4 separate regions of the Mus musculus genome follow, and all the other regions are linked to region 1. A link is a contact called in public HiChIP or PLAC-seq and promoter capture Hi-C data. All regions are on one chromosome and are shown on one strand. Each heading gives the region's core, a stretch centred on a gene start, on an enhancer-like site or on the middle of the called end of the contact. The rest is flanking DNA. Distances are from core to core; before and after follow the strand shown.

Region 1 (7,979 bases), core at 2,471-4,970:
GATGGCCACAGCACTTGTATCAGAGTCAGAAAAAGACAGGAATAAATGCCAACATCAGTGTCACAGAAAACACTTTGTGCACAGCATTTGCGTTGTCTCAGCAGTAACCAGGGAAATAAATCCCATGAATCTGTTGGTCTGTGCTGAGTCAGCCGTCGTTGTCGTCTTCTAGTTTTTCTCCAACTTCCCCCCTAGTTCCCCCATCATGGGTGAAGTAGCAAGGCACCGAAAGGTCTACAATCAAGGCAAACTGCACACTGTAGGTCTTCAAAGCCTGGATGAGCAATCACTCAGTATTTGCTCTATGCATAAGAGCGTTGCGTGCAGGTGTGGTGAAGGAGCCACAACCACAGTAAGTGGGAACCCATCAGAGCTCACCGGGGACGGCAGGATACAGCAGCCTCTCCCTCTTCCTTCCCATTCCATCTGCATCCTGCCTGCCGAGGGCAGGCACCACAGAAGCAACAATCATAAACTCCACAAGCCAGCCAGACTCATGTGTTTGAATATGCAAACTGTATTCTCTCAACATCTTCCAGTTTATGTTTTTCCACAAAAAAAATAAAATTGCCAGGCGTTATGGATAAAGCTTAATGGATTGGGCAATGCCCTGGGTTCCATCCCCAAGAGTGCTGGGATGTAAAGAAAAGGATGATCTGAGGAGATGCTCGGAGCATAACGCCTGAGGACCAGAGTTCAGATCCCCAGCACACACATGAAAGCCAGGCATGAGTAGAGACCAGCCTATCATCCCAGAATGCTAGACTTGGAGACAGGATCTCTGGAGGTAGCCAGACTAGTTGACTTGATGAGCTCTGGAATCAGCAAGTGATCCTGCCTCTTTAAACGATGGGGAGAATGATTGAAGAACATAGCAGCCTCTGCTTCCACAGTGCACCACACATATATATCTGCACCTTACATGCGTGCAACATGTTCATACACATGCAAAAAGTAGATATTAGAACTAACATGCATTTGGTCATCTTAATATAGTTCAAAATGAACACGTACAGACATTAATATAAATAATATAACCAGTAGTATTCTGAGAGTGTTGTAACATCCTTAGAATGACTTCATGACCACAGGAAGGCTGGACAGTGGCTCCTGCAGAGGGAGAACTTGAGAGCTCAGAGCAGCCAGGAAAGGTAATGGAGAAACAGTTCACCAGGTGCCACCTTCCTAGTTAGAACCTGTGAGGTTTTCATCTTGGTTTTTCGAAAATAGCCACAGAGCAACAGACATGGCGGTGGGCTGTGCCCAAACTGAGAACATTCCTCAGACCAGATGACATCTCTGGCAGGCTCTCAGTTTCCCTGGGATGCCCTGTGCTCACACTAAATATCCTGTGTCCCCAGTGTCCATATGATAAGTACAACGTCTTTATGATCTGACCTAAGAAATAGCTACTCTCACCCCTCTGTCATTCTACTGGTCACAGGGGCCATGCACATTCTTGGGTGTTGTAACGGCTATTCCTGGTTGTCAGCTTGGCCGCATCTGGGATGAACCACAATCCAGAAGTGGAGGGCGTATCCATGATCCAGATCGTGAGGCTGGAAGACTCAGGCTTCTGACCCAGATCTTGACATGGAGATCTTGAGGCATAGTGGCCATGAAACATAGTGGCCATAGTGGCCCAGGCAGGGTACGTGCACCCCTTTAATCCCAGGAGACTGAGGCAAGCAGATCTGATTCAAGGCCAGCCTGGGGCAAAGCAAGTTCCAGATCCAGGCGTGGTGGCACACAGCTTTATTCTGAGCCGCACCTTCAGCTGGAGGCCCACGTAAGGACCTTGGGAGAAGGAAGGGCTCACTCTTCTTCATCTGCTTGCACTTACCTGCCAGCACATCTGCTGGAACCTACTTCTTCAGGATCCCAGCTTCTACAGAAGACCAGCTGAAACAACTGGCCTCGTGGGGCTGAGCAACTACTAGATTCTTGGACTTCCCACCCGCAGCTGCCCACTGTTGGGTCAGTCGGCCTACAGACTGAAAGTCATTACAATAAATTCCCTTAATATATAGAAACATTGCAGAAGTTCTGTCACTCCAGAATGTTGGGCCCCATTTTGACCCTGGTTTGGGCCTTGAGGACACACCTGAGCCTGGCTCGAGTTTCTGCAGCCTTGTGGGAGAGCCTAAGCCTGGCTTGAGTTTTGAGACCTGTCTCAGTCACTTCAGTGACTCAGCAAGACCTGTTTTGGCCCTGCCTCTGCCCCGCCTTTGCTGAGGTAGAGCTTTGCCATTGGCCCTGTCAGTCACCCCATATCCTCCATCACCCTTCCCCGCCTCCTATGTCATCTTACCTCACCAATAATCCCCCTCCCTATGTTCTGAACTTATATAAGGGAGAGGCTGACACCATAAAGTTGAGTTCCTGCTTCGACAAGTCTCCCCGCTCATTGTGTTTCTTTTGGGCTCACCATCCCGCTCAGCCCCAGAAAGATCCCGGCAGAGCCAAGATCCTGACTAATACAGAAGTGGAGACTATCCAGGGCAATGTGGATTCTAGGAGACTCATCCTGAGCCTGGTCTGCCTCCAGTACCCGCTGCAGCCAAGAGGCCACAAACATCCACATGTTTCTATCTTATCAACAAAAACCAAACAAAGCTAATAGAAAACACTTTATAAAGGCTATGTACTTAAGCTCAGTGCTTCATGGGATATGGAGCCCCATGGAGGGAAAGCATAGCAGGAGCGTGTAGCAGTTGGTCCTGCCACGTCCCCAGTCAGGAGTCAGAGACGTGGACTCTGCTCAGATCACAGTCTCCAATCCTAGCCCGTGGTCTGGGACCACCCACACTTAAGGTGCATCTTCCCACATGGATAACCTAATCTAGAAAATCCCTCAGAGGTGGACCAACATTTGTTTCCATGGCGATTCTAAATCCCATCAAGCTGACAGCACTTAACCATCACGGTAACAAGCAGCCTTGTCCCCTGAGCTTGACCAACGCTTCTCTCAGGCTACTCTGGCCTGTAGGGACTGGTTCTTCCTGGCTTTGGGTGCTCACTCATGTAACAGGAGAGACCAGGGGGAAAGCGTGAAGCTTGGATTGAAGAGCTATAGCTGGAAGCGTTTCGAGGTATCCTTCCTTAGTCATGTCTTAGGCTTGTTTTCTTGGCATTTTCTCATGTAGCCCGAGCTGGCCTTAAGCTCATTATGTAGCTGAGGATGACCCTGAATTTCTTATCCTCCTTCCTCCACCTGCCAAGTACTGGAGCACAGGGTGTACACCCACTTTGTGTGGGACCGTGAAAGGCAGCCTGTTTTCTGGTCGAACTAGGTTTAAACCCCGGACACCCAGCAGATAACTCTGCAAGGGACAGAAGGCCTGTTTGCCATGGTCCCAGACACTAACTAGGCTCCTGACATGAGGCCCCAGATCCATAATTCTGTGACCATCAGTCACATAGGGCAACACCCCAAGCTCCTGGTGATCTGTCTGGACTCCGCCCCCACAGTTACCTGGCAACAGCCAGGTGAGCTGGCCCACTATAAACGGGGCTGCTTGCCCCTCCTCTTACTTCTACACCTGCTTCCTGATTGCTTCTCTCCTGACCTCTTGCTTCCCTTCTCTCGGCATTCCCTTCCCAACTCTCTCCACGTGGCCACAGACTGTCTCTTCTCGTCAGGATCCGCTGTGCTGGAGCAATGGAGCAGGTCTTCCTCTAAAGAGCCGCGCATCTAAGCTCCCGCAGGAAGGCCTCTCAGCACTCCCAGTCACTGTCTACACCAACCCAAGCCACAGACCAAGCAAGGCAAAGACTCCCCTCCCTGCGGAAACCAGCCGGAGCTGGTTTCCTCCTGCCCTTTTCCCTTTGGCCCCGGGCCAGAGGCCCCACAGGCCCCCACTCTGTCCTCAGCTCTTGCGCCACTGGCATCTGTGGTATCCAAGAGCTAGAACCTGCAGTCCCTGTTATCTGTGTGGCTCGGGGACCCCAGAGCCAGCTCTTCCACGGCAACCAGAGGCATCTGTGGTGCCCAAGAGTCAGAGCCTGACTCCAGCAGTTCCACGGGGACCTCAGCCTGTGCTTCCCCACCCCCGGCGCAGGGTCCTGCAGCTTCTCACAGCCCGACGCCCACCTGGCGGCCACCTGGAATACACAAAGTCCTATGGCTACCTTTGCAGAGGGACAGAGCCCACTGACATCTAGTTGTCTCCCACAGGCTTTCAGCCTTTATAGAGTGTCAATTAAACGCCCCATTAGTACTTAAGGGGGGTGTTCACTGTGCTGTCACTTGGAGAGTTAGAATGGATACCCATATCCACACACCGTATAGATTATGTCTCATCTGTTCCAGAGGCTCATGAGGCTCACCTCCCCTGTGCAGCAAGCAAACCCACATGCGTGTCAAGTGGCCAGTTGACACAGATATACACAGACGGACAGACACCCCTCCCCAAGAAGTGAAATACTTTTAAAGCCCAGCACAACAGAGTTCTTCTGGCTTCTCTAAGATACAGGACGTACATCCAGGGACCACAGTGAGCTGAGCTCAGCCACAGGTTGGCTGTGCCACACAGGGCAGTCCCCACAGCCTCTGTCGCTGGGGCTGAATGCCCACCCGCTCTGTATGCACCCCACACTATGCCAAGTTACAACACAAACGAGTGGCTGACTTTATTCATCCAGCTGTTGACAGACCCTTCTGGGAGGGACAGATGTTGCTGCAGCTTCTGGCACGGGCCTCGAGTGCAGGGGGCGGTTTGGGGAAAGTCCAGAAGGCACAGCAGACCAACGCCATGTTTCCTGGACTCTTCTTGCAAACGAATGTGGAAGATTAGATTATGTTCTCACGCCACCAGCTCAGCTTAAATACTTCTCTGACAAAAATAATAATAATAAATTATCTTCAACTCAGAAAATAAATTGTGTTCAGCAGGGTGACAGGAGGGTCCATTCGTCGCATTGCACCACAGGGCTACACAGGAGAGGACAGACAGGCAGGACACCAACACAAGGGTGACAGGGCCCAGGGCCTGCCTGAAGTGAGTGAGCATGTGCCTTTGTCCCCAGGCAGGCGGCAGCCCTGGCTGTGTCATCTGCAGGAGACGGGGCCTCCTTCTTCCTCACGTGCGTCTGGTCTTCTGTTTCTTGGTTTGTCTCTTCATGTCTTCTGGGCCGCTGCTGTCAGAGGCCGCCTGGCCAAGGGCTCTGACTCCCTGAAGACGACTCGTCAGCTGCAGCAGCAAAGGAATGAGCTGGAATGAGAGAGACCATGAACACCTGGAAGGCGCCGTGCATCCCCTTATGGGAGCCCCGGGCCTGCAGAAGGCTGGCAGAGAGGTTTTACAGAGGCTGTGACTCTCTACAGGCAACACCTCCCTGAGGATTGGAAATGACATCACTGGAAGAAGATGTAGGAATTTGCCTCGTCTCCTCCAACCTTAACCTTCTACAACTTCCATGACACCGGGCACCCTCCCATAGCCTATCTCCTGCCCCCCGACTTCCCATGAGGCCTTGGCTTCCCTACCTTGTCATGGTTGTAGCCCGCCAACAGGAGCAGCAGCGTCAGAGGCAGGGCAATATAGGACCCCTGCGCAATGTCTTGTTCAGGGAGCTTCCTCTGCAACAAGACAGCCATGACTCCTTGTAAGTTATCACTCATCGACCACTGTCATCCAGAGCTTCAACCCACTCAGCCACCCACACTGGCACCCAAGGTTACCCACAATCCCTTGATATCCAAAAAGAAGCTAACTGGGGTGTGGGTGTGCATCACCCAAGCCCTGAAACTCAGATCTGGAATTCAGGCACAAGGAGACTCCAGTGGCTTAGAATTCTCTTACTATCACAAATAAGCTCACTCTGGCTGAGACGACCTTGAGCCTGTGACCCTCCTGGCCCTACCTCCTCAGTGCTGAGATTAAAGGAATGTGCCCATGCCTGGCTGATGTGTGCTAGGGATCTAGCTCAGAGCTCTGTGTGTGCTAGACAAGGGCTCTACACCAGTGCTGCTCCATCCCTGCTCTGCAGATTCTTGACTCAGCAACTCCCCCACCACCGTCAGTTCCAAAGACAGACTGACAACCACTCAAAAGCCCGAATGCCAGAGCTAAAAGCAAGCAGCTAGCTGTGTGCACCACCTGGGAACGAGCTGGATACACCGTGCTATGTGGTTATGAACACTGTCTTCCCCCAATTCCTCTATTGAGACCTGTCCCATCTGAAATTAAGATGACATACTGACAGAAGGGTGATTAAGTAATGAGAGAAGATCCTTCATCAATGGGGTCAGCACCCTTTGAAGTCCGGCTGAGAGGAGCTGGTTCAGCCACCTGTGGCTCCAGGCACGGCCATTGATGGAGCGGAGTGGAGCTGGCACTCCCCCACTGTATCTGCAGGTGGACTCGCCAAGCCCAGGTGCCGGAACCATGAGGAGCAGATGCTGCTTGAAGTAACCTGCTCTACCGTGGACTTCTTAGCAGCCTGAACAGACTGAGACACAGGGTGCCTCCATACGAGACAGTACAGCTACGGAGCCTAGTGCTCCACAGACACCTCAAAGAAACGTTTATTAAATTCTTACTTTCCCCAGAAGCAATGAGCAACTATAGCTGCAAAGTAAGTCTTGTCTTTTTCTAAAAGAATGTTTTACACTGTGTGTGTGGTCAGAGGATAACTTGTGGGAGTTCCAGGTCTGAACTCAGGTCACCAGGCGTGGTGGTGAGTGCCCTTACCTGCTGAGTGACCTCGATGGCATGGCTTCTCTTTTGTAAGGCAGTCTCTGGGGTGCCACTCTCGGCCCTAACCATGTTCAGAGTCCACGATCCTAAGCTTGGACCTGGACCCTACCTCTTCCACCAGAGACATCTCTATTAAGTTTATAGTGGTTCCACCACACACAAGCTTCCAGAGGCAACTGAAATGATCTCCTGAATGTGGAACGCACTGGTTTTTGATGGCAGCAGTGAAGGGGCCTACTACAGGGGCTGATAAACTGACCAGGGTCTTTCCCCACGGCCATCTTGTCACCTGCTTCCTGTTTATTCATGCCTGCTGACACTTCCACACTCCCGTGTCCTCTGCATTGCTAAATGTTCCTCCTCATGAAGGAATGTAATGCCACAGGTTAAAGGGAAACGGTGTCCCTCCTCCTCAAACACCAAGCCAGTGACCTAAACCATTCTGCTTGCTCACAACTAGTTGCCCAACAGCAGGCGTCAGTGCACAGAGGAAGAAAGGTGTCCACGGAGCTCCAACATGGGAAAGTGATGTGGCAGGAGGAGATGCTGTGATCACGGCCTCCATCTAAGGATTTTTTTTAACTTCCCACTCGTACTTACCGTGGGACTGAAAACCAGAGTGATGTGCTTGTGGTAGCCCACTGCAGTGAAAGAGACTTGCGGCAGGACGTAGTCGTACTGGGATCTGGGGAGCGTGGTGTCCAGCAGCACCACATAGTTCTGTGGGTGGAGGAGGACAGACAGTTCAGGCAAAGCAGGGGACACGTGGCAGCCATGCACGGCACTTCACATTTTCCCCTGAGTCTGTGCATCCACCCCTGATCACCAACTCTCAGGCTGTAAGAGCCACAGGTCTCTGGTGGCTCTGGGCCTGCATCTTCTGGGTTCTGTCAGGGCCACGGGACTTCTTTATGAGCATAGTGGGCCTGGGTGACTACAGTCCTTGAGGACCAGCTTCAGGAAACACACAAGTTCCTACAAGGCGGTTCTGACGAAAGACGGTGTGATGAGCCGTGGGAGCTGCCGCTGACAGGAAACAAAGCTGACTTAACTGGCTCCTAAGCTGGCAAGTTCTAGAAAAGTAGTGCCTCTACAGTGGTCGTGGAGAAGACAGAGGTCTGCATCTAACTCTGGCCTCTGGCCGTGACCGTGGGAGGCCTGCGGTGCTCACTTTATCTCACAGATCAGGAGTAAGCATTATAAATAGCATGTGGATGGACACAGTGGACAGCAGCCTCAAGCTCCATGACAGCCCCCACAGTTTACACAAAGAGGCGC
Region 2 (7,979 bases), core at 3,113-5,612, 690 kb before region 1:
GCCATTGCCTTCCCTTTTCAATGCTCCAGCATTCCTGTGACTGAACTGTTGAGAAGAGATTAGTAGAAACTCTAAACTACCTTTGTGGCTTATGGGGATTCAGGGTTAGTAGTTGGATGAAGGTACCTGGCTCCGTGTTTCATGTGGACCATCCATGCATCCCATAAACCTGTGTTCTGTGCTCATTTGTATCTGGGTCGGTTATGATTTTGGTATTGAATCCTTCATTTCCTTTGGTTTATTCATTTCTGAATTTGTTTAGCTTTTTAGAAGTCTTCCATGTGATTAGATGTTTGTTTTTCCCTTCTTCTGTTTATCAGAGAGTGCTTCCCACAGTCCAGTGATGTCTGAGGTAGATAAGAGTGAAGCTTTTCTGCCCTTCAGCATTGCACTGCCATTTCGTTCTCCATCTCCCCTCGTGTCTCTTCAGGCTGTTAAAGACAGGTAGGTGAACCATCTTGCCCTTTAACCCCATTTCTCACTTGGCTTTACTTGTCAAATGACGTGTTGAGAAGGAAGACATTTTAAATGATAAAAAGAAGGCCTCTTAAGTTACTTCTCTAGTCACCAGTTACTATAAACTACTAATTTCTCCTTTTAACCTTGGGGAATTGAGTGTTCCTCTTCATTTGCATAGCTGAGTATTTAGGTTGTTGTAGATGAGCCCCCACTTCCACCCCAGACACAGCAAAGATGAAATACTTTGGTCTCATCTCTGGTGTATGCTGTAGTGTGTCCACGTAGAGGAAGAAGACCACCGTGTCTCATCAGTTCTCTGCTGTGTGGATTCCAGGGATGTCACTCGTCTTGTCAGGCTGGGCGGCAGTGCCTTTACCAGTGCAGCCGCTTTGCGGCCCATTTGCTTTTTCTGTGTATGTGAAGATTTTTGTGTGAGTTTTATGTGTACTATGTGTATGTGGGTGCCTGTGGGAGCAAAGCCATGCTGGGTCCTCTGGAACTGGAGTTAGAGGTGCTTGTGAGCCTTCACGTGAGTGCTAGAAGTGAACCCAGGTTCTCTAAAAGAATATTAAGTACCTTTACTTGCTGAGGTGTCTTGCTGGCCCTTTAAGTCCTTGATCCTTTCTCACTCAATGGGTCAGAATTGGAGGATTTTTTTTTTCCCTTCTTGAGGCATATCCTCATTACATAGCTCTAGCCGACATGCAACTCCGTATGTAGAATGGGCCGGCCTCAAGCAGAGATCCACCTGCCTCTGCTTCTCGAATGCTGGGGTTAAAAGTACATACCATCATCTGGGAGAAATTGGAAATTTTTGAAAATGTTTCCAGTCTTGGCCCTGAGAATGAATGAGAAGATGTGTCTTCTGCTCGGCTACTTGCTCGAGTCCTGCTGAGTGCACATTCTTCTTGTCTGTCCTTCTGTATCTGTTGTGAAAAGTTGGGAGCTAAGTCCCATGAGGTGATCCTTGTTCTTCTCTGACTAGAAAGTGGCATATGGTCACATGTTTACCTTGCTTGAGTTGAAGGAGGCATGACATTGCAGGAACAACTGGATTAGAGACCTGCCCCTCAGCAGTGACTCACTAATCTCAGGACAGGGGCTTGTTGTTGTTGTTGTTGTGTTTTTGTTTTTGAGACAGGATTTCTATGTGTACCTTTGGCTGTCCTGAACCTTGCTCTGTAGACCAAGGTCAGCATTGTCCCAAACTCACAGAGATCTGCCTCCTGACTAAAGGCTGGAATTAAAGGCATGTGCCACTACCACTCAGCTTCAGGGCAGTTCTATAAACACAGTGAATCACTTTATCGTAAGTTTATATGAGACTCATGTGAAATGTGGTTGATTAGAGAAATTGTTATGAGCAGAGTCTGTCTTTTTATTAAGTTCAAGCTGGCTTAATAGTACTAATGCAAACAGAAACATCAGAAACAAGTGTTAGAGCAACTATGATATATAACTAGTGTTATATATCAACTCTGACAGTGTTGATATAATTTCATGTTAGATTTTTGGTATTTGACTTCCAGTGTTTCTAGCTTTGTGCGTAAAACTACTGAGAAGATTGGCACCCTTCACGGAAGCCCCGAGCTGAAAGAGCCTTTTGAATCCAAGGATGCTGACCGAGCACATGAAGAGGAAGTGAGTGCAGTCACCTGCCCTCTGGAGGAGGACACTGAGTAAGCTTGTGTCTGAGTCTAGAATGCTAGGGCAACTGGCAGTGTGCAGAAGCCATAGACAGTACTGTGGGAGACCCTGTATGTGTGACGCTGCTCATCGAAGACTGTTGCGTAGCGCAGAATCTGCAAATTCCACAGTTTACAAAGAATTAATTACTGTTGAGACAGAACTTCAGTCTCAGACCTCATTCACCTTCCGCCTTCTCTGTCATCTTGACACATTTCTGGAATGACAAAGGAGTGCTAGATTAAGAGGAGGTGACTAAGATCAGGTTGTGTCCTAGCCTTCTGACTAGCTGTAGCTTCACATCTTTAATGCTGTCTGGCCTGTCAGCTCTAGGATGTGCTATTGCTTGATGAATTAGAACAGAATATTTAATGAAGATACGGGTTGATGGGGAGTGACAGGGAGACTCTTTAAGGCAATGCAACATGAAACATACTTGCCATTTAGTAAGTACTAGAAGTCTTGGTCTTAAGAAAGCTTTGAACAAACAAAAAAAAAGACAAAATAAGAAAGCTTTGGTTGCCCCTATTGCCTGTGAGTAGGATTCTTTCTTTTTCATGCTTTTCTAGGGAGAAAGAAATTCATCAACCTCCTAAAGAAGACAGGCTTCAAGAACTCACAGCAGCGACAGCAGAAGCAATGTGAGTGTGGAAGGTCTACAGTGCGTGGGGGTGGCCTTTGCACTGCATCTGCACTGGTCTTGACTGTCTAGGTCAGAGGTAGCCTCATTTGCAATGGATGTTCCAAAATTAGTAACGTGCTCCAGGGTCAGTGTTGTCTGCCTTGTAGGCTTGCAGGAAAATTGTCATTTAAAATGCTCAAAAGCAACATTTATTCTATATGAGTATGCTTTAATCAGTTAAGTTTGTTTAAATTGTTTAAAAAAAAAAAAAACAAATGAAACAACTTTACATTCATCTCTTTTATATAGGACCAAGTTATTGGACCCTCTGGTTCTGTTTGAGCCCAAGGTGCTAAGAATGGTTTTACTTGAGTGGCTTTCACAGTTAGAGAAAACATTTGCCATGAAAGACTTCCCCGGCATTTCCAATACCAGCAGTCCAACCGTGAAATCAAACTTGGGTGCACACCTCCTCGGTGAGACAGAAAAGAGAGTATTAGATGAAGAGAGTGGAGAAGGAAGAAGGGTCTCTTTAGTCACTGAAGAAGCTGGAGGTCAGATAACCTGTGACCCTGTAAGCAACCTCAGTGAGCCCTCGGCTGACCGTTTTCGAGTATGCTCTCCATACGCCATCACAAACAGCCTTCAGAGGGACCTGGCGGAATTGACAACGTTGTGCTTGGAACTGAATGTGTTGACTTCAGCAATGGAAAGCGTAGGTGGGCATGTGGACCGGGCTTCACAGCAGCTCTCTCCAGAAATCCTGGCTTGTCGTTTCCTAAAGAAGTACTTTTTTCTTCTGGACTTGAAAAGAGCAAAGGAGAGTATCAAGCTCACTTACGACAGCCCTTGCGTTTGGGACACTTTTGTCGAAGGACTAAAAGGTAACTATCAGGTGGCATTGCCAAATGTAGAGGTATTTTATAATGTGGGCACTTGACAAAAGATTTGGCTAGAACTCTCTGTCTGGCCAGACTCTCTTCTGTTTTCTACTCAACTCTTTTAAAAAAATACGTATTTGTATGTATGTGTGTATGCCTCTGATACATGAAAATACACACTAATCATAAATGAAGTTACTTTTTACATTAACATAGAAAGTAAGGGGTTTCATCATGGCATCTTCGTATGTGTTACATACTTTTCCTCATTCGCCCCTGGCCTTCTTTTTCCTCTTTTCAGCGGATGCCTTTTTCCCTCCAGTTCTCCTCTTCTGTTCTATTACTTTCTCTACAGCTGCGCAATAGAAAACATGCGGCATTTCTGAGTCTTTCTGAGTCTGACTTATTTTGCTTAACATGATTCCCAGTTCCATCCATTTTCCCACACAAGTCATGATTTCATTTTCCTTTATGACCACATAAATTCCATATTCTTTATGTACCACATTGTTTTTAACCATTCACCCTCTGATGGACGGACAGGCATGTTCGGTTTCTTAGCTATTGTGAACATTGCAGCTAACTTGGCTGAGCGGGGTACCTTTGGTGTGTTGACTTGGGATTCCTGGGATGGATACCTGGCTCATATGGCAGATCTAAACTCCAGTGTCACAGCAACTGTAGCAGTTTGCATTCCTGCCAGCAGTGGGAGCTCTTCCCCCCCACATCAGAGGCAGCTGACTGTTCTGACACTGTTCTTTGGCCTGTCTCTTCAGGACCATTGAAAACTACCATAAAAAACCAACAACCACATTTTACTTAGGTCCCGAGTCATACCATTTTTGCTTTCATTGTTTGTTTAGTTTGTTTGTTTGTTTTGAGATAGAGTCTTTGTACAGAGCCCTGGCTGTGGCCTCAAATTCATGAGATCCACCTGCCTCTGTCTCCCAAGTGCTGGGATTAAAGGCGTGCTCCACCATTTCTGGCCTTTTTTGAAACCAGAAAAGTTGTTTTTTGTTTGTTTGTTTGTTTTGTTTTGTTTTTTGGATTTTTCGAAACAGGGTTTCTCTGTGCAGCCCTGGCTTTCCTGGAACTCACTCTGTAGACCAGGCTGGCCTCGAACTCAGAAATCCGCCTGCCTCTGCCTCCCAAATGCTGGGATTAAAGGCATGCGCCACCGCTGCCCGGCAAGTTTTTGTTTTTCTAACTAGCTTGCCACTCCCTTTATTCACTGAGGTTGGCTGTGAATGGTTCCTGAATGCTCCCAAAAGGCAGTTCTTCCTCCTTAGGATGAAGATTTGCTCCATGGCTGGTGTTTGTTTTGGTTTTATGTTTTAAAGGTCAACTATTTTTAAATCAATTTTACTGAATTTATTTTGTCTTTTTTTTTTTTTTTTTTTTTTTTTTTCCCAGAGCTGAGGACCGAACCCAGGGCCTTGCGCTTGCTAGGCAAGCGCTCTACCACTGAGCTAAATCCAATTTTACTGAATTTAAATCTAAAAGATGATATGGGATACAGGTTCTGTAAAACCTGAACAGATTGCCTTCAGTAATAGAGATATGTGACTCATAAGCACACACATACATGGTACACACACACACAGTGCACACATACATGGAACACACACACAGTGCACACATACATGGTACACACACAGTACACACATACATGGAACACACACACACAGTACACACATACATGGTATATACAAACACAGTACACACAGAGTCCTATAAACTTACTTTTTCAAAGCATAATAGTCACTTCCATTTCCACTATTTGTGCTTTTGTCCTCTGACAATTTGCTTTATGTGAGTCTGACAAGGAGACTTAGAGGTTAGGAGCTGGCACTTGCTGCTCTTGCAGAGGACCTGAGCCTGGCTCACAGCACCCACATCAGATGGCTACCACTCCAGCTCCAGGGGATCCCGTGCTGTCTCCTGGCCTCTGGGTACACCAGCACACACATACACAAAAATAAAAATTCCACGGAGTTTTATCTCCCAGTTTAACTTACAATCTTTAAAACATGAGCTTATATCCTGGTAGGTTTTGTTTTTGTTTCCTCCAGTGCTTAGCCAGTCTTGGGGTCTTGTGCTGGGGGGTGACAGCAGGCCGTGATAAAGGCTGTTGAAAGAATGTGTCCATGGGTATTTGCAGCGAGGTGACGGGAAAGGCTATGCTTTACCTTTCAGAAATGGCAAGATCTAATCCTGCCTACACGGAGCTGGAAGAAGGAGACCTGCCCACGGGGTTACAGTTACTGGATGGCTCCGTCCCTTCTGATAGTCCCTTGTTGATTGCATTTGCCACCCGGTAGGTTGTCCTGTATGTTGTTTATGGGAACTAAAACATCTGCAGTGTTTTTATGGCTTCGTATCTAGTGTTTGACTCATTTGCATATTGCGCATCTTCTTATTAGAATATTTGGTTTTATTTCTAATGAGTCCTAAGTATAACCAAGCCATATTATGGCATTGAAGTTGGAGACTGATGTGCTCTGTTTTCAAGTGCAGGTTGTATGATAGATTTGGGGAGTCAGCCCTTCGAGCTTGCATCAAGTTTTATCCGTCCATTTCGCCCTCCGACATCGCACAGCTTTGCCGTCATCATCCTGCTCAGTTCTTGGCCTATCTAGACAGTCTGGTGAAGTCCAGGCCGGAAGACCAGTGGTGAGAGGGCGTGTGTGGTCTCTGTCACCACTTGTCACGTTTTCACTGTCAGCTACTCTAGAAGATGACGATTTGGGGAGTTTTAATCCCCTTTCTCCCACCGTACATACCACAGATGCACGCATACCACACTTCACCGCCCCTCTCCGAGAAGGTCTCAGATTCTCTGTGGAAAATTAAGTCCCTTGTGCTGTCGAGGTGGCTCAGCACTTAAGAGCACTTGCTGCTCTAGCAGAGGACCCAGGCTCTACTCCCAACAGTCACATAACAGCTTATAGCAGTCTGTAGCTCCAGTTATAGGAGGTCTGAGGCCCTCTTGAGGGACCTGAGGGTAGTACATACATGTAATGCACATAGGTAGGTGACACATATATAAAATAGAATAATTTCCAAAAAGAAAATACATTCTTGGCATAGCAGGGCTTCAGCTAAGGCAGATAAGCATGTGTCAGACTCTCCCCCACCCCACCCCCGTCCCTGTCCCCGGCCAGTGAGTGCTTTTCAGTGTAGTGGCCCAGCTCTCCTCAGTGATCGCTTCCTGCTTCTCTTCTCCCAGGCAGGGCCATCATTTCTCTGCTCCATGGCAGTAAACTCCCATTTCATTATTAGACTGGGAATTTTTCCTTTCTGTTTGCCACACTGACCTCCTGGCGCCTACCCCCCTTTAGCTTTTCCTCATTGTCTTACAGTGTGGTTACTCCTTTAGCAGACTGGTACTCTCAATAGCGGAGCTATCATTTTCTTTACATCCCCACACTTTGTTTTCTCTCCAACTTGCTCTCAGGCCATCCTTCCTTGAGTTCCTTCTACAACCAGAGTCTTTAAGACTTGAATGGCTGCTTTTGGCAGTGTCCCATGATGCTCCACCAAGCACAAGTACAGTGGATGATGAAGGGCACCCCAGGTAAGCAAGAAGCCTGACATGTTCATTCACTGTGGGAACAACAGTAGGAAAGCTTAACCGCGTAGCGGGAGCAATGAGCTCACATATCCTTGTAAATCCTAGCGGTTCTAAACATTTGGGAGCTTATAGACCCTATAAGGATCCCACGATTCCATTCAGGAAAATGCACACTCGTGTTGTGCACATAACTTCAAAGAATTAAGCTAGCCTGTCTGCAGCTCTTTTACAGACCCACAGTGAACCCCGGGTTAGCCTATCTTAAAGAAAAATGTGTGTATGTTTGTGTTTTCTTTCAAAAGACATGCTAATTAGTTTATAAATGTACCAGTAGGATTTTAAAAAAATATAATATGAATAAAACAAAAACAAAAAACCCCACCAGTATGTAACTCAGAGACAGTCCTTGTATTTTCCTCTAAAGAAAGCACTTTTGAAAGCACTGCCTCCTGCCAAATGTCTGTTTTATTTGATTTACTCCTTGGCAGAAAGCCTAGGAAGACACATAGTGGCTGTGAGTGATACACTCCAGGTTTTGATTGCTATTACCATTAAGCTCAGTATCTACATACTAGGCAGGTACCCTAACACTGAGTTACACCCCCAGTCCCTATTTCTGGTGTGTGTTTGTTTGTTTGCTTGTTTGCTTCATTTCAAGATGAACAAGTTTTAAGAAAAGTAGCTATTTTTAATTTTTTAAGAGTACGAGAGAAATATTTGGACATATTGAAATATGCTTCAACTGTAGTCCTACCTA
Region 3 (7,979 bases), core at 3,781-6,280, 580 kb before region 1:
AGAAGAGGGTGTCAGATTCTCTGGTGCATGAGTTACAGCTGGCTGTGAACTGCCTGATGTCGGGGCTGGAAACTAAACTCAGGCCCAAGAACAGCAAGTGCTCTTATCTGATGAGCCATCATCCCAGCCCCATGCCCAGCAGACATGGGGGCTGTTAACTGAAACATTAGAAGTATGTCCACGGGCCTCCCCTTTTCTGAAGAGAAAGGGGAGAGGAATGCATGGAGGAGAGAGAAGGCGTGGAGGAAGGACTGAGAGGAGAGGAAGGACGAAAAACCGCAGTCTGGATGTAAAAGTAAGTAAGTGAATTCATTAATTAAAATTTAAAAAGAAACACTGCCACAAGAAGCTGGGATAAACAAGGATGCTAAGGACCATGTTCCCCACAGCCCTAACCCACGCTTCCGTGCTTATTCCAAATTCCCTCTCTGTGCCTCTGTCACACTCTGCCTTGCCTCCAAGCCACAAGTCTCCATGTCTATCAGTGCCACTTGCCTGAAAGCTCTGACACTCTTCAGGGATCTTCAGATAATCTGATTTACACAGCCAGGAAGCCAGGGGACTTTCCAACAGACCTATTAGAGCTGATGAGGGCAGCCCCTCCTCTGCCTTCCTCATCCCCCTTATCTTTCTCCTCTAAGTGGGTTGGTTGTTCCATCTCTAGTCTGCCTTACCTTTAAGAAACAACAGTCTTTAAAATCCTCCCTCACCCTCGCAGCCTATCCACTCTGATCCGTTTCCATTTGCCATCTGTCAGCAACCTCATCCAAAGATCTCTTTGGCTGTAAAAACCATCAGAAATAAATTGTGAGGTATAAGAGACTTTCTGTGAGTTTAAAGACAAATAGAAGGTTTTGGTGGCAGCTGCTAAGGTCCATAACCTCTAGAGCCTAAGCATATGTCCCAGTCCCTCACTCCAGGGTTCGAGAGGCTGAGACTTGAGGCATCTGGAGGCTTGAAAGGCCTGCCCAAGTGTTGTAGTGAGACCCTTCTGGACATTTTTTTAAAATGTGAGAAACAACCTGCTCACGAGAGGCTGCACATGTGAACATTGTCTAAGGTCTTAGCTTGACTAGTGATTGCAAAGGGCTGCTGAATAGTGAGTGACTCCTCTCTGCTGTCACATGGCCAGGAGTGTGTGTGTGTGGGGGGGAATGCCTGCTGCTGGTGACGGTGGGCATAGCCCTAGACCCCTTTGAGTGGGAAAACAAGTTGGCGCGGTACTTTCAGAAAGCAAGAGGCACTTCCAAATGTGGAAGTCATTCTTCAAAAATGCTGGGAGATGAAAGCATTTGTTTTTGAGGCAGGGTTTCACTGTGGAGACCAGCCTGGCCTCGAACTCACAGTCCTCTGTTTCTGCCTTCCCTGTGTGGAGATTACAGGCATCATGCCCGGCATATCTGCATGCACTTAAACATAGTCCTGCCTAACACATCTGCATATACTTAAACATAAGTCCTATCAGTTATTTGGCCTTCATTTTATGTATGTATTTATGAGTATGTATAGGTATGTATGGTGTGTGTGTGTGTGTGTGTGTGTGTGTGTGTGTAGGAATGCACATATCACAGAACATATGAAGGGGACAACCTGGGGTGCTCATGCACCCCCACTCCCCGTTTGATGCAGAGTCTCTATGTGTTTGCTGCCAGGGTAGCTGGCCATGAGCTTTGGGGATTCTTTGGTCTCCAGCCATGTGCTGCTCAGCCTGGCTCACCTGGATCCCAGGATTCACACTCAGGCCCTTACACTCGTGGCAAGCACCTCGCCCACTCGGCCATCTCCTCAGCCCACCACCTTATTTTTCTGGAACAGACTTTTTTTTTTTTTTGACTTGGAACTCCCAGTTCCGCTGGGCTGGCTGGCTAGCAAGCCCCAGGGATCTTCCTGCCTCTCCCTCCCCAGAGCTGGGATGTCAACCGTGTGCCACCACAGTTGACTTTTTACTTGAGTCCTATGAGCTGAACCTAGCTCCCCATATTTGCAGGGTAAGTGCTTAACTGACTGGCCCATCTTCCCAGCCAATATTAATGATGATGATAATAATATTATATAGCACATATGATATATAATAATATTATATACTAATATGTCATATAATATAGTTAGTATATATACTAATATTTTATATAATATAGTCAATATTACATTTTTATCACATAATAATGTTACTATTTTAATAATATTTTGAGATATTTGATATGTTGTGAAAATAGATCTTGAGCTACTGGAATCAAATGATTTTTCTGCCTCAGTTTCCCAGGTTGCTGGGATTACAGATGTGCACCACTGTGTTCAACCTCTCACAGATAGTTATTGAGACATAACTGCATGCCTCTGTGCCAGGCACTGGGCTAGCCAGGGAAGATTTAGCATTAAAAAAAAATCCAAACCATTGTTTCTCCTGTGGGAGATTTAAGTGAAAAAATAATCACATAGATAACTCTGTAATGACGTATTTACAGGTACTTTGTGGTGAAGGATGTAGGAAGGAGTGGGGAGTAAGAATGAGGGCCCTACATATAACAGGCAAGTCAGTGCAAAGCTGGCTCCAGATAGTAGGATTCTCCTATGTGTCTTCCTTTAAAAATGTCCTGACAGTCCTTAATACATGGACTTCTAGACACAATGTTGCTATTTAGAGAGGTTAAATAAGGGGCATATAAGAAACTTGGCAGAGGGGCTAGAGAGATGGCTCAGTGGTTAGGGGAACTGACTGCTCTACCAAACGACCAGGGTTCAACTTCCAGCACACACATGGCAGCTCAAAAATGTTTGTAACTCCAAGATGTGACAGTCTCACATAGACAAACATGCAGGCAAAACACCAATGCACATAAAATAAAATAAAAATTGAAGAAGAAGAAGAAGAAGAAGAAGAAGAAGAAGAAGAAGAAGAAGAAGAAGAAGAAGAAGAAGAAGAAGAAGAAGAAGAAGAAGAAACCTGGCAGAGAGAACCAACCGGCAAGACGGTTCAGCTGGTGAGGGTACCTGCTGCCAAGTCTGATGATTTGATTTTCCAGAACTCACAGGGTAGAAAGCGAGAAACTGACTCCTGCAAGTTGTCCTCTGGCCTTTGTATATGCATCATCATGTGTGTGCTAAATACACATAATAGAAAAAAGATACATGGCAGAGAAGTGGGGGTGGGAGCTATATGCTCACAGGCCTGGTCAGAGAGGCTCAGGGACATTTCTAGCTTTTCTCAGCCCACTAACATGGCCCAACATCAGCTTTTCCATCAAATGCTCATTAAACGGATTGGCTTCATCTCTTTTTTTTAAGTGGGGCAGTTCATGTCTTTGTAGATACCCAGCTTGGGAATGGCAGCCTTGACTTCAGCTTGGTCCCAAGTCACTCTGGCCTCTGTTTTCATGGTATTGAGCAAGAACACAGGACCTCAAATCAGAATGCTTTTGCTGTCTTCTTCTCACTAACCCATGCAGGAGGAGGCTGTAGAGCTGTTTGCTATGGGCCCCAGTTTGCTGATCTATAATGCAAGCACAATTTTTTAAATCCATCGAATTATTCTAAAGATAAAAGGAAAAACTATAAGGGGGTTTGAAATCATGGGCATCCTGCAATTTGAGATCGGACAAGTTGGTGCCAATAATCTCAAATTGGAAGGGTGGGCAGGGAGGTTGTGTGTGAGTTCAAGGCCAGCCTGGGCTACAGAGCAAGCAAGACCCCGACTGAACCTTCACATAGCACCCTGCAATACATGCACATTCAGCCAAGGGACTGACAACCTGTGCAAACCTGAAGTTCAAAAGCACTGTGATGTGTGCCTGGCACAAAAGTCCCACAGCCTCTGAAGCATCCATGTCCCTCATTCCAGGAAAGGTGAAATAACAGAAAGAGAATCAGGTCAGCGGCTGTCCCTGGGAATCAGGGGCCGTCGGGGAGAAGACTGAGACAAGCAAATACCTTTGGAGGGTGGGAATATCCTGTATTTGATCGTTTGGTGTTTAGTGGTTACGTACTTGACAAGTGGATCAACTTGTCAAGACTCAGAAATGTACACCTCAGAAAAGCGGATGTTCGGCCATACCAGATGGCTTATCTTGGAATCTCAGCACTGGAGAGGGAGAGGCAGAGAGAGGAGCATTGTTGAGTTCTAGGCCAGCATTGGTTGCTTGTGCAGTTTTTTCCTTGTTAAGTCAAGGCAGCACTATTTTATATATATGTACATAGCAGTTAGATTGCATTGGGTATGACAAATAATCTAAAGATGAAGCCTACAGGATATATGCATGCTATGATACATTCTTTATAACAGCCCGGAGCATCCCCCAGACTCTGGCATCTAGAAGTGTCCTAAGACTAGTCCCCCAGGATACAGAGGGACCATGCTTTGGTCCTTTAGTAGAGCGTCTAATAACGGATCGTCAACAGATAAATGCTATTTGGCTTCTGAGCCGAGTTCGTATAGCAGGGAAAGTGATATTTCAGCAGGCACAGCATCGTTATCTGCGTGCATCGTACATTTCTTTTTCTTTTTTAATCACAAGAGTAGTGAGCTCTTCTAAAACGTCCAGTAGTTCTTCTGCCTAAAGGATAAGGCTCTGCACTAGGAGAAAGATGAGGCAGCCTCAGGAGGATAACCCAGAAACTCAGGGATAGGCTGGAGACTGGGGAAGTCCTGCTTTGGTTTCTAATCCCAGAGACTGGGTCCAAGCCCCGCGGGAGGTCATTGTGTCAATAGCAGGTGTGATGGTGGTTTGGAGGGAAGTTCTAAACGGATTGTTTAATCTTACTCAGACTTTTTGTGGCTGAGGATGCGTCAACATTAACTTAATTAAAACTCTACGAGAATAGCTGTGAATGAGACCGGCGCCTGGGTTGCAGAGCAGACAGCAGACAGCGACTAAGAGGTCAGGGCAAGCTGCTCCCGCCCACACCCGCGCTGTTCCCGCCCCCTCCTCGCCCTCCTCCCGCACTGCTATATCCTCAACCGTGCGCCCGGCGCCCATTGGCCGTTCTGACGATGCGCTTCTCCTATAAGAGGCGTCAGCTCCCATCCTCAAGTGACTCTTTAAACTCCAGTGGCTCTGAGGTGAGTGGGTGAGTGGGATAGCCCCTCCCTGGGACATCGGATCAGAAGACTCCCAGCAAGGACGGGATCAACTTCTAGTAGGAACCAGGTGAAGTCCTACCCCTCAGGGCTCTGCTCTTCGTTCCTTTAGAGCTTCTTGGGGGATAGCAGACCCTATTCTTGAGGACCTCCTGTGTGCCAGGAGCAGACTCTGTCCCACGTTGGATTTCGGCTTTATTGGGAACCCTGTGTCTCTGTGACTTCTTGCCAGCAAGAACATATTAATCTTCTTTCTTTTCCATCCAAGGGGTAATATCTCTTTTCTTCTTCCTCTATAACGGTAACCTTCCCTTAAGCGCCATCAAAGGAAGGGAATCTTCGATGCTAGACCTTTCTCTCAGCACCACATCTGCACTCTGCAGCTCTATCCCAGGTCACAATTGACAGAGGCATAGGTCCTTGAGATTCAGGGCTAGTTAACAGTCCAGGTAAAAGTAACCCCGATTAAATGTAATGATCTGATTTTCAGAGGTTTTAAGTGAACTTGGTTGATGGTCCACCCTAGCCGTCTTGGAATGGAGGTGGAGGTCAAGGCCCCAGAAGCTTGTGCCTGTGGGATGGCAAGGGTGGGATTCTTTTTCCTTTATAAGGTAGGGTTTCTCCATGGAAGACTGGCCGTCACTCTGTAGACCAGGCCTGCCTCGAACTCACAGAGATCAACCTGCCTCTGACTCCTGAGTGCTGGGATTAAAAACACATGCCACCACTGGCCGGCTCAAGGGTGGGATCCTAACCGAGTGTTCCAGGGTCACAGACTCAGTCACTGGAGTTCATATGTCCATGTGTTGTAGCTGCTGCCCTTGATCTTTCTGATCATTTGGAGGGAGGCAGCCTCTGCCTGGCACTTCTGGAGGGTTCCTTTGTCTCCCTTGGGCTTAAGCCTTTCTGCTTACAGTTCACCTCCACTTCATTCCCACATCCCATTTAGAAAAGAAAACCACTATCCCCGGGGATTCTTCCCAAACCATTCACTGTACCTTTCAATCCTACCTTCAAACTCTGCCCCCACCACTTTCAAACACCTCACCGTGCTTCCCAGACGAGACCTCGAAGCTTCTCTTACTGGTGATGAAGCTAAGGAAAGAGTTGGTGGTGTGCACGTACCCTTCACTATGCCCTGCCAAGGCTGCTAAACAGATGGCCTTCTTCTTGGCCGGTCTTATTTCCTGTGCTGGATCCTGCACACTGCCACATCTTTATTCAGGTGAGGATCCTGCCCCTCCTTTGAGGGTGACTCCTTCTTTTTTGAGGGTGACTCCTTAACCTTTCAGGGTGATCTTCTGCCTTTGAGGGTGATCTCCTGCCTTTGAGGGTGACCCCTGCCTTTGAGGGTAAACCTCTCCATTTAAGGGTGACCCTTTTCTTACCTGGCTAGAAAGGGGCTCAAAGAGGAAATAGAAGGCTAAAGGGGGAGAGAAATAGCAGAGAAAATCATGGGGTTGTTGAAGGAATGCCCCAAGGTTAGGCAGATCCACAGGCAGCATTGCTGGTGTTGTGGGAATGTGGCTGTCAGCACAAGGACCCGATTTTAGGCCAGTCTGAAAGTGTTTAGTACAGCAGAAAGATGTGCATCATCAAAGATCCAGAGGAAGCGTATGGCCTCACCTTAGAGCTGTATGCTGTAGTTGAGTTACAAAGAAAACAAAAGCCTGGCCCCTTTCTGAAGGGGCTTTACAGCGTCTTAGGGTATAAGATGTGTGTGAAGCACGTGGGGAAGCTACTCATGACCCGAATTTGATGGGCAGTGAGATCTCAGTTCGGGGGTGAAGTTCAGACTGGACAGGAAAGGGAAGTGCAGAGACACACGAGGTTCTCTTGCCATTCTGGGGGCTATGCTAGGCAGTGTCTCACCTTCTGTCCCACTTCCATCTGGAAAAGCCTGTCTAACACGTGGGTTTTGCAGATAGAGGAATGGGAGCGGGAGGTGGATGGAGTCACCGCTTCTGCCCCCTGCTGGCCAGTTCTGTGCTTAGCACTCATTTATCTGAACTTTCACACTTCAGATTCACCATGATTGAAGACAACAAGGAGAACAAAGAGAACAAAGACCATTCCTCCGAAAGAGGGAGAGTGACTCTCATCTTCTCCTTGGAGAATGAAGTCGGAGGACTCATAAAAGTGCTGAAAATCTTCCAGGTATGGATTTCCCACAAAGTCCATCTAAAAATGGGTCTCTGAAGTTCTATTTAAAATGTAAGGTACTGTCAGTCCAGTTCCTCAGAGACGGCCTATAGAAGTCTCTTAACTTGCTAACATATTGTTCAGGAAGAGTGGAAAAATAGCTCAGTGGTTAAAAACCCCTGTGGTTCTTGCAGAGGACACAGGTTCAGATTCCAGCGCTCACACCAGGCAGCTCACAACTGCCTCTAATTCTGATTTGAGGGGATCTGATTTCCTCTTCTGGGCACTGCACACCTGTGGTGCATGCCCAACACTCGGGTACACACTCACAAAGCTGAAATAAAAATATGTTCAGCTCTGAGAAATGGGTAAGAAAGAAAACAGCCCAGGAAAGATAGACACAAATAGCTGAGAAGGAGATTGGAGGAGTCTAAACAAAGCATTTTACACTTAACAAAATGCCTAGCCATGTAGTATTGATATTATTTAATGACATATTAATATTTTCAAGTGACAAAGTTAAAATATTAGCAAGGACTCTGCCATTATGTCAGCTGCCGTTGTCAAAACCTCATTGCATATGGCCTGCAAATGTTTTCAGTTTGATGTAGTGACACTGTGGGTTACTGTGCATTTATGAGCCTTAAAATGTTCCTCCTTACAATTTTTATTTTTATTTATTATGTGGGTGTATTTGTGTGTGCACATGTGCTCTCTCAAGCACAAGTTTCAGATTTGTGTACACACAAATCCTTTATTAGCT
Region 4 (7,979 bases), core at 2,268-4,767, 550 kb before region 1:
CAGCTATCACCCAGGCCCAGATCTGGGTCTTGGAGTTGGCTCACACCATCATCTATTCCATCTATGAACTGCTGGCTTTCAGAGATGTGAAAAGGCTGGCTTTACAGATTCAAAGGTGCAGGATCTCTACGACACAGGGCAACCACAGAATATCTGAGGGGAATCCTATTGAGGATCCAGCATTGATCGTGTAGCAGAAGCCAGAGGCCTCAGACCAGACCAATGACTCACCGCAATGAACATTTGCAAGTAAAGATGCATGGTCAAAGGGTGTACAGTGGGACACACTACAGCTTTCATGACGAGAATGTGTTCTATGCTTTGTTTTGTTTATTTTTGTATTTTTGTATTTTATTTCCTTTTGGGGGGAGGTTGCAAGGGCAGAGGGAAGATACAGAGGGGTGGGGAGATTGAGTGGGATTGGGGAGCATAATGTGAAATTCACAAAGAAACAGTAAAAAGTTAGAATTAAAAACAATTTTTTGACACCTTTTCTAGTTGAGAGAATTGATCCGCGGCTTGGTAATCTTTCTGTCGAAAGCAGAGCCTGGCTTTGGAGGCTGCACCTTGGTTCTCTCGACTCTGTGGCCTCCCCCAACGGTGCCATCAAGTGGGGACCAAGTGTTCAAACCACCCCACCTCCCAAATTCTAATAAATAAAACTGGTTCTGTAAGTGGCTCGTCTTTGCACCTTCAGTGAAACCTCAGGAAACCTACCCCTGTCTCATGTCAGCATTTTAAAGGTCCCACCTGGGCTAGGGATGTAGTTTAGTGCTAGAATTCTCTCCTGGATAATGCCTTGGATTCTATGGGAAGTACCACAAAAGGAAGTTCTGTACTAAGTAATGAACACCTCAAACTTTAAGAGCAGGGCCATCTTTCTCCTCTAGGACCAAGACGAGTGCTCAGTAGTTTCTTTATTTCCTCACACCCCTCTCCCACTAACTGGGAGATGAGTGGAATTGTGGTACTTGGTGTCTGTGAGGACCTGAGGTGGCAGGTAGCAGGGAGCCGGAGGAAACAGGAAAGTTTCTTGTTAGACTGCGTGTCGTGAGTTGGCGCCAGCCCTTCCTGCTCTTGTCAGAGTTAGTATCAGTTCACGCTCTTTTGGGTGGTTTACAAGGCCTCAGCATCTCTTGATAATGGTGTCTTCCTCTGCCTGGGCTATGGACTTCATCTCCATCAGTCTCTGGGAATCTGGTGGCCAACTGTTCCATGGGTGTCATTTGATCCCTATAGATTCTCTAAGACTCTGCCAATTTGCTTATGGTGACTTTGACAGAACTCCCATAGTCTCTGGCTCTGACCAGCTCTCAGCCCTGTCTGGTGGCTGGCTATCATATTTCTCATCATGAGAAATCCTCCAATTTGAATGATGTCTTGGTCCTTCTGCTTCATCTTTCCTTGGACTTGAGATGGGTGGGAGTCACATCACACTGTCACACTGATAGAGCAGTGATCACATAACTATCCTATCAGGATCCGTTTCAGCCTCTCTCATCTTTTAGGCAGGAATCCATCCAGATTTCTGGATACCTGCACTTTAAGCTCTGGTTTGGTTTCTCCTACCTTATTTTACTTTTATTATATTTAAACATTATTAAAATTATACAATATAGTTTTATTATATTCTTTCCCCTCCCCCAAGTCCTCCCAGGTCCTTCCTCATGTTCTCTTTCAACACCTCCAACAGGAAAAATTGAAACAAAACCCAAAAAGACAAAACTTACTGTCTTAGTTAGGGTTTTGCTGCTGTGAAGAGGCACCATGACCAAGGCAACTCTTATAAGCATAACATTTAATCAGGGCTGGCTTACAGGTTCAGAGGTTCAGTCCATTATCAGCAAGGTGGGAGCAGGGCAGCACCTAGGCAGGCATGGTGCAGGAGATGCTGAGAGTTCTTCATCTTCATCTGAAGGCTGCTAGTGGAAGACTGACTTCCAGGCAGCTAGGAGGAGGGTCTTAAAGCCCACGTCCACAGCGACACACCTACTCTAACAAGGCCACACCTCCAAATAGTGCCACTCCCTGGGCCAAGCATATGTAAACCATCACACTCACCAAACCATAACAAGGACAACCAAAACCACACATGAAACATGGAGTCTGTTTTATGTTGGTCAGCTACTCCTGAGCATGGGACCTACCCAGGAGGGTGACTGATATGCCCAATCGTCCCATTGGAGACAACTGGTTTTCTCTTTCTCATGAAGTATTGATTGCAAATAGCTTCTTCGTCAGGGAGGGGCCTTTGTGCCCACTTCTCTTCTTCAGTGCTGGGATTTTGTCTGTAAAACCAGAGACTGTTGACAGCATGCACAAGACCCGCACAAGTCCACCTTACCGTGCAATGTGCAAGTTACTGGCATTTCTTGCTTCCGGAACTGCTGGTAAGACACCTTTCTATTATACCCTGTTGTGACTTCCTATTAGAACAGGCTGGAAAGAAGTGATCAAAATGGCAACAGCAAACCGGTGAACAGCACATGGAATCTCTCACGGCTTCTATTTTCTCTTTCTGGAGTAAGAGCAGCTTTGCCTGGCTTGTCTGGATCTTTCTAAGCACCACCACCAAACTTTTCAAGAAACCACAGTGTGGAGGAGGAAAGACCAAGGGTGGCTTCCCTCACAAGACACAGCAGACAGTAACATGTCAGTAGCATGAACAGGTGAGACCTAGACAGAAGCTTCCCTGACACATTTTCCAATGTGAGGGTCTAGGAAGAAAAGGAAGGCGAGGCCTTGAGACCTGTCTGTACAGGGGCCAGAGCTACGAATGCAGATCATCGCCTTAAATGGGACATGATCTTTTTGTCCTCCTTCCAGATTCCAGATTCCAAATTCCATTTCCCCCAGTGTGCACTGGTACACTGTATTACTAAACTCTCACCAACATCACGACAACGTTGATAGAAAGCTGTATTGTATGAAAATCTATCTTGGATGAGAATTATCTATGCTCGTGATTAGAATTAGGGCAGATGGTGCGGGGCCGCGGAGAGTAGGGAGAACGCAGGGGCACATCAGACAATAGCCAGCCCCAGTTGTGTCACCAGTAGTGGGTTTCCGCTGTGGAAGGCTAACACGGCTCCCCAAGACTCTCGGGTTCCCAAACGCACAGCGAAGCGGGCCAAGGTAGCTTCGTGAAGACTCAGGACTGGACTCTTGCCATCTTCAGTTCAGGTCCCTTCCCACCGTGCTGTTGCACCCCTGTCAGGTCATCTGCTCTGGGCAGCGTGGGACAGGTGGCGAGTTTTCCAGATTACTGAACATGGTGCAGAATTACGAGTGTGGGTGTAGTAAGGCACCTCCGGGTGTGTTCCCTGGCGGCCGCGAGGTGCCTGCTGACAGTGCTTTGGTTGAGTCCCGGCGCTCTAGGGCAGGACCATACCTAGCTACGTCTTGCTCCAGTCCCATTAGCCCCTCCTAATCCCTAATTTTACCCCGCCTCCATCCCGCTGACCGCGCCCAGCTCCCGGACTCGCCCTGCCCCTGGCCTCCGAGGCCCCGCCCCGCGTCAGCCCTCCCGGAAGCGCCGGCTGAGCGTGTGCATGGCGCGGGAGTCCTGCGCCTCCGAGACTGTCTCTGCCGCTGCTGTGCTCTTCGCCTGGGTACGTGGCTCCGCCCCCGGGCTAGGGCAGAGACGAAGGGGCGAGGAGACCCGGGAGCTCCCGGCGTCTGCGTGGGTGGCAGGGAGCTGGGAGGCGGCGGCCCGAGCTAGGGTCCTGGATTGGAGGATCCTGGGTTGCAGCAAGGAGGAGAGGGTGCGGAGGGAGGGTCTCCCCGCAGTGCCTGAGGGGCCTACTGCTAGCTGTGGGATGAGGACCCGAGGGACTGAAGCACTTCGGGAGGACCCTGCATCCAGAGCAAAGCATCCATTCTGGGAAAGCGCTCGGCCGCCAGACTGCCTAGAAAGACAGCGTGGAGGCTTGGCAGAGAGATCTCGGTCCCAGAGCTCCTGGGGCCACCTGTGTCATCGAACCTGCCTTTTGCTTGGAGGATGGAAGGCTTCTTTCCAGCGCCATCACCCTGGGGAGCGTCCTGTGGATGTGAGGCCTGTGGAGTATGGCCGCGCAAGGCACAGACCCTGCGTATTTGCTGTTACTCGGCTGTGACCAAATCTTTTCTCTTCTGGGGGTGTGGAAGTCTGGGCTGGGCAGGTTTGACACTGCACTTTGACTGACCTATGGTCATCCTTCCGTGTGATTGGAGAGGAGGCTTTATACCCACGAGTGTGGGGGACATGCGTGACAGCATGCATATGTCGGGTGTTGCTGTTCTTAGTATTAAATACCAAAATTGTAATGGAATGCATGATTTGTTAACGGCAGTCTCCTTGACTACAGCGGAGGTGTTCTTGAGAGCGAGTACTGAGCCAGTGGTGTTCACATTGTCTCTCTTGGTGCCTGGCATCTTGTAGACCCCAGGGAAATATTTGTTGACTAAAGAATGAATGAATGAATGAATGAATGAACGAGCGAATGAAACGAATGAATGAGTACTTGTGTGCACAGCCATCTGTTAATGTTTGGGAAATACATAGCTATTCCCAGTTCTTGTGATAGAGGAAGCCATAACAGCTATGTTTTTTGCCAAAATTAGAATTTATCTATATACCTTTCACTTGTTGAGTGTAAGGCTGTCAGAAAGGAGAGCATGGCTTGGCCTGGCTGGCTGGCTCAACTCCTTGAAGTAGCACTTGAACGAGGCTTGGCAGGGGGGGTGGGAGGTGGGGGTTGGGGGGTGGGGTGGGGGTGGGCGTTAGTAACTGAATGTGTTGCTGTCATTTTCCAGCCTGGAGACTGCTGTCTTTTTGGACAGAGGAAAAACACCTGATAGGAAAAGCCTTTCAGCTGTGGCCTTGAATGGACAGAGACAGAACCAGGGCTGAACCTAGTGTGTTTGGAGGCCTGCTGGGGTATTCCTCCTGCTGCGTAATCAGGGAGCATGTATTAGTTGGCCTCCGCTGCCGCTGCCGCTGCCGTGACAAAACACCACAGGCTGGGTTCTTAGACAATAGACATTTATTTTCTCTGTGTTGGAAGTTGCAAGTCCGAGATTAAGGTGTGGGCACTTTTGGTTTCTCTGGGGCCTCAGGTGGCTGTTTCTTTGTGCATGGGCATCCTTGGTGTCTTGGGAAGAGACTAGACAGACTGGATTATGGTCTGTCTCATCATTTAACTTTAATTACCTTTTTAAAGGTGTGTCTCCAAATACAGTCATATTCTGGTATGTCAGAGGTTAGGGCTTTGACATAGGCATTTTGAAGGAACACAATTCATCTTGTTCCAAGTGGTTTTGTGTTTTGTGTGTATGTGTGTGTGTGTATGCACACGCTGTGTCTGGACCCTTTGTAAAGAAGGAAGGTATACACAGTTGTCATAGGGTATATTAAATTTTTCTTTACCTAGCTTTATCCTGGGTTTAGGGCCCTTATTGCACCACAGAAGTTGATACAAAGCATGAACCCCGGATTGCTCTAGCCTGGCTTCTCTCTTAGATGTTCAGCAGCCTGAAAGCCTGGTAATGGGGTAGCTAGAGAAGACAGAAACCCCAGGATATACTCTCTGCTTCACTCTGTGCAACAGTGTTGTTTGTAACAGTGTTATTTGACAGTGCACTTAAACAGTGTTGCATTCCAGGGTGGAGAGATTTATGTCTGACATCCACAGTCCGCCAGCCAGTGCAGTTTCAGGGTTAGGAGAATAGCTATAAGACCAAGTCCCTGCCTTCATGGTGGTGACTTTCTAGGAGAGGAGGTAGCTCAGTCAAGCCAGCAATGCACTCTAGTGCCAAGGAATGACACAAAGAGGAGGAGAAAGGGGACAAAGCAATGGCAATGTACGTGAGCAATAGGCAAGAGCTGGGATTCTCAACCTTCCTGATGCTGTGACCCTGGTGACCCCCAACCATAAAATTGTTTTTATTGCTTCCTCGTAACTGTAATTTTGCTACAGTTATGAACTGTAATGTACTATTTTTGGAGGTAGAGGTTTGCCAAAGCGTCCACAACCCACATTTTGAAAACTGCTGGTCTAGAGTCATGTGACTTAATCTCTGGGCTGGTTCCCTATACATACCTGTTTTCTTATGGATACAGTAAGAACTAATGGAAGAAATGGATTTCTAACTCACTCATCCAATTGTGTAACTGGATCATCACTTGAGCCTCCAGGCCTCAGTTTCCTCATCTGTACAATGGATGCGAATGCTCCTAGCTGTGAGGCTTCAAGGTGGCCGTCCTGTGTGCAGAGATGCACTTGTTAGAACTGTATTGTTCAAAAGACCCTCTTAGCCTGTGCTCCCCACAAGTCTCATTCTTCATCTTGGGGTCCTGCAGCTCAAGGTGGCTGGAAGCACCCAAGAGGTGGGATGGTTTCCATAAGTGTGTGTTTTGTATTCATATTTTGGTAGTTGTTTTAAACCAAGTGTTCCTATTTATGTGCCCTCAAAACAAACAAACAAACAAACAAACAAAAAAACCCGGTATTAAATGGTTCTACCACTCACCTCCAAAAGAACCAGCTTGGGAGTAGATACTTGAAGAGATAAGAATCCTTTTGGGTGGGCGTTAGGCTCTTTCAGGTGTCCGTTCACTATTGTGTTTGTACCTTTTGTTGCTGAGATGTTACTGTTTCACTTACTGGCCTCTGTCTTTACAGGGTCTTTCTGATAGTACTCCTACCCCTACTGAATTCTTCTCTGGGCCTGTTACCTAGCTGTAAGGATTTCAGATTAGAGACTTTTTTTTTCCTTCCGGTGCTGGGGATTGAACCTAGGAACTTGAACATGCTGGGCAAGCACTTTATCACTCTGCTGTAGCCTAGACCCGTACGATGTGTGGACTTGATAGTGTGAGTTCAGAAGGGGGATCTGGATCGGGGTTGTCCAGTGCTGTACTTGAAAAGGCCCTTTAGCTGTCAGTCATTGTCTAGCTTTTGCTCTGGACAGATGAAATGATGCGGCTTAGGGAAGCTGCCTCCTTAGCTGACTGACTGCATACAGAAAGCTCACTGCTTCCTCGTGAGCATGGGGGAGGGTGGGGGAGGCAAAGCCAAGCCCAGAGTGTTTCCTGCTAACTTTCCCCCGACCCCATCCTTACCCTTAATCTTTCCTTTCCCCAGCGTTCCTAGGTCATTAGCTTTTATCAGAGGGGATCCGTGGGCTGATTCCCAAAGGCAGTTGAGTCTTGGTTGGTTTTTATTGTCCATGTGACACAACATGGACTCACCTTGGGAGAGACATGTCTGTCAACTGAAGGCCTCGATCATATTGGCCTGTGAGAGGTTATCTTGATCGACAGATTGTTATGGAAGGTTCAGTCCACTGTGGGTGGCACCATCTCTAGTTCGTGGAGTGAACCAGAGAGAGTCACAGGTAGTGTTCTTCATGGCTTCTGTTCGAGTTCCTGCCTTGATTCTCTCACTGATGGACTTGTGACCTGGAAGTGTAAGCCGAAACACACCCATTCCTTCCCTAAATCAATTTTGGTCCCCTCTCCTCACAGCAACACAAAGGGAACTAAAACAGGGTCGTATACCTGAAGGTAAAAGTGAGACACATGTTTATGAATGTCAAGGACTCCTCTGAAATCGTGGCGCTCACAGATGGGTCTGGCTTTTTAAGGCAGATTGCCCAAGACAGCCTCCTGAGAGTGGCTACTGAAATGTCACGGGTTCCAAGAGCTGTGTCAGGGCAGGGAGACTGACAGGGGAGAGGGATGTTGACAGCTGGGGGCTCCTCATCCTTGTTGTATTTTATCCGTAGGGTGCAAACAGCTATGGGCAACTTGGCCTTGGCCATAAGGAAGATGTGTTTCTGCCCCAGCAACTGAGTGACTTCTGTCAAGCTGGGTGTATCAAGAGTGTCACAGGAGGAGGAGGGCATTCTGCAGTTGTCACAGGTAATTCTCACAAAGGAATAGCCACTCACTTTCGTGTCGAGATATTTGCCCCTTGGATGATACCTTGCCATTCATT

What was found. Promoter capture Hi-C pulls out the DNA fragments that hold promoters and counts their contacts. HiChIP or PLAC-seq counts read pairs in DNA pulled down with a chosen protein or histone mark.
Region 2: an H3K27ac HiChIP or PLAC-seq map of embryonic stem cells shows a contact between it and region 1, with 2.7 times the contacts expected there. The contact joins two enhancer-like sites. A contact is called at or near these places in 6 of 484 Hi-C or Micro-C datasets (B cells, cortical neurons, palatal mesenchyme and 2 more), 1 of 115 datasets of contacts at active chromatin or transcription factors (embryonic stem cells) and 2 of 9 other capture datasets (embryonic stem cells and liver).
Region 3: a promoter capture Hi-C map of embryonic stem cells shows a contact between it and region 1, with 2.8 times the contacts expected there. The contact joins the promoter of Tph1 here to the enhancer-like site in region 1. A contact is called at or near these places in 6 of 39 promoter capture datasets (the 3T3-L1 cell line, the C10 cell line, embryonic stem cells and 3 more), 1 of 15 datasets of contacts at CTCF or cohesin (the NIH/3T3 cell line), 1 of 115 datasets of contacts at active chromatin or transcription factors (embryonic stem cells) and 3 of 9 other capture datasets (adipose tissue, embryonic stem cells and macrophages).
Region 4: a contact with region 1 is called in a promoter capture Hi-C map of embryonic stem cells, with 5 times the contacts expected there. The contact joins the promoter of Sergef here to the enhancer-like site in region 1. A contact is called at or near these places in 13 of 39 promoter capture datasets (the 3T3-L1 cell line, 3T3-L1-derived adipocytes, the C10 cell line and 8 more), 1 of 15 datasets of contacts at CTCF or cohesin (the NIH/3T3 cell line), 3 of 115 datasets of contacts at active chromatin or transcription factors (bone marrow-derived macrophages, embryonic basal ganglia and embryonic midbrain) and 3 of 9 other capture datasets (adipose tissue, embryonic stem cells and macrophages).

The regions. Positions count from the first base shown.
Region 1 is chr7:46,080,837-46,088,815 of GRCm38.p6, reverse strand. It overlaps Nomo1 (nodal modulator 1), which reads right to left. Exons shown (of 31, transcript NM_153057.4): 29 at 7,302-7,421; 30 at 5,489-5,581; 31 at 4,604-5,213. The coding sequence ends at 5,082. Among named protein-coding and RNA genes, the nearest start is that of Kcnj11, 15 kb to the left of the region's middle. Within about 2 kb of position 3,720, at least 39 of the 459 cell types and tissues checked have an H3K27ac peak or open chromatin away from gene starts, as enhancers often do. A contact at or near this core is called in embryonic stem cells, stem cell-derived epiblast-like cells and trophoblast stem cells, where this site is marked.
Region 2 is chr7:46,767,279-46,775,257 of GRCm38.p6, reverse strand. Hps5 (HPS5, biogenesis of lysosomal organelles complex 2 subunit 2) reads left to right here. Exons shown (of 23, transcript NM_001005247.2): 13 at 321-444; 14 at 1,989-2,138; 15 at 2,715-2,786; 16 at 3,077-3,651; 17 at 5,845-5,965; 18 at 6,166-6,321; 19 at 7,106-7,225. Among named protein-coding and RNA genes, the nearest start is that of Saa2, 19 kb to the right of the region's middle. Within about 2 kb of position 4,362, at least 6 of the 459 cell types and tissues checked have an H3K27ac peak or open chromatin away from gene starts, as enhancers often do. A contact at or near this core is called in embryonic stem cells, where this site is marked.
Region 3 is chr7:46,664,428-46,672,406 of GRCm38.p6, reverse strand. Tph1 (tryptophan hydroxylase 1) reads left to right here and starts at 5,030. Exons shown (of 11, transcript NM_001136084.2): 1 at 5,030-5,144; 2 at 7,099-7,231. The coding sequence starts at 7,106.
Region 4 is chr7:46,635,345-46,643,323 of GRCm38.p6, reverse strand. It overlaps Sergef (secretion regulating guanine nucleotide exchange factor), which reads left to right and starts at 3,517. Exons shown (of 11, transcript NM_013789.2): 1 at 3,517-3,611; 2 at 7,768-7,903. The coding sequence starts at 3,552.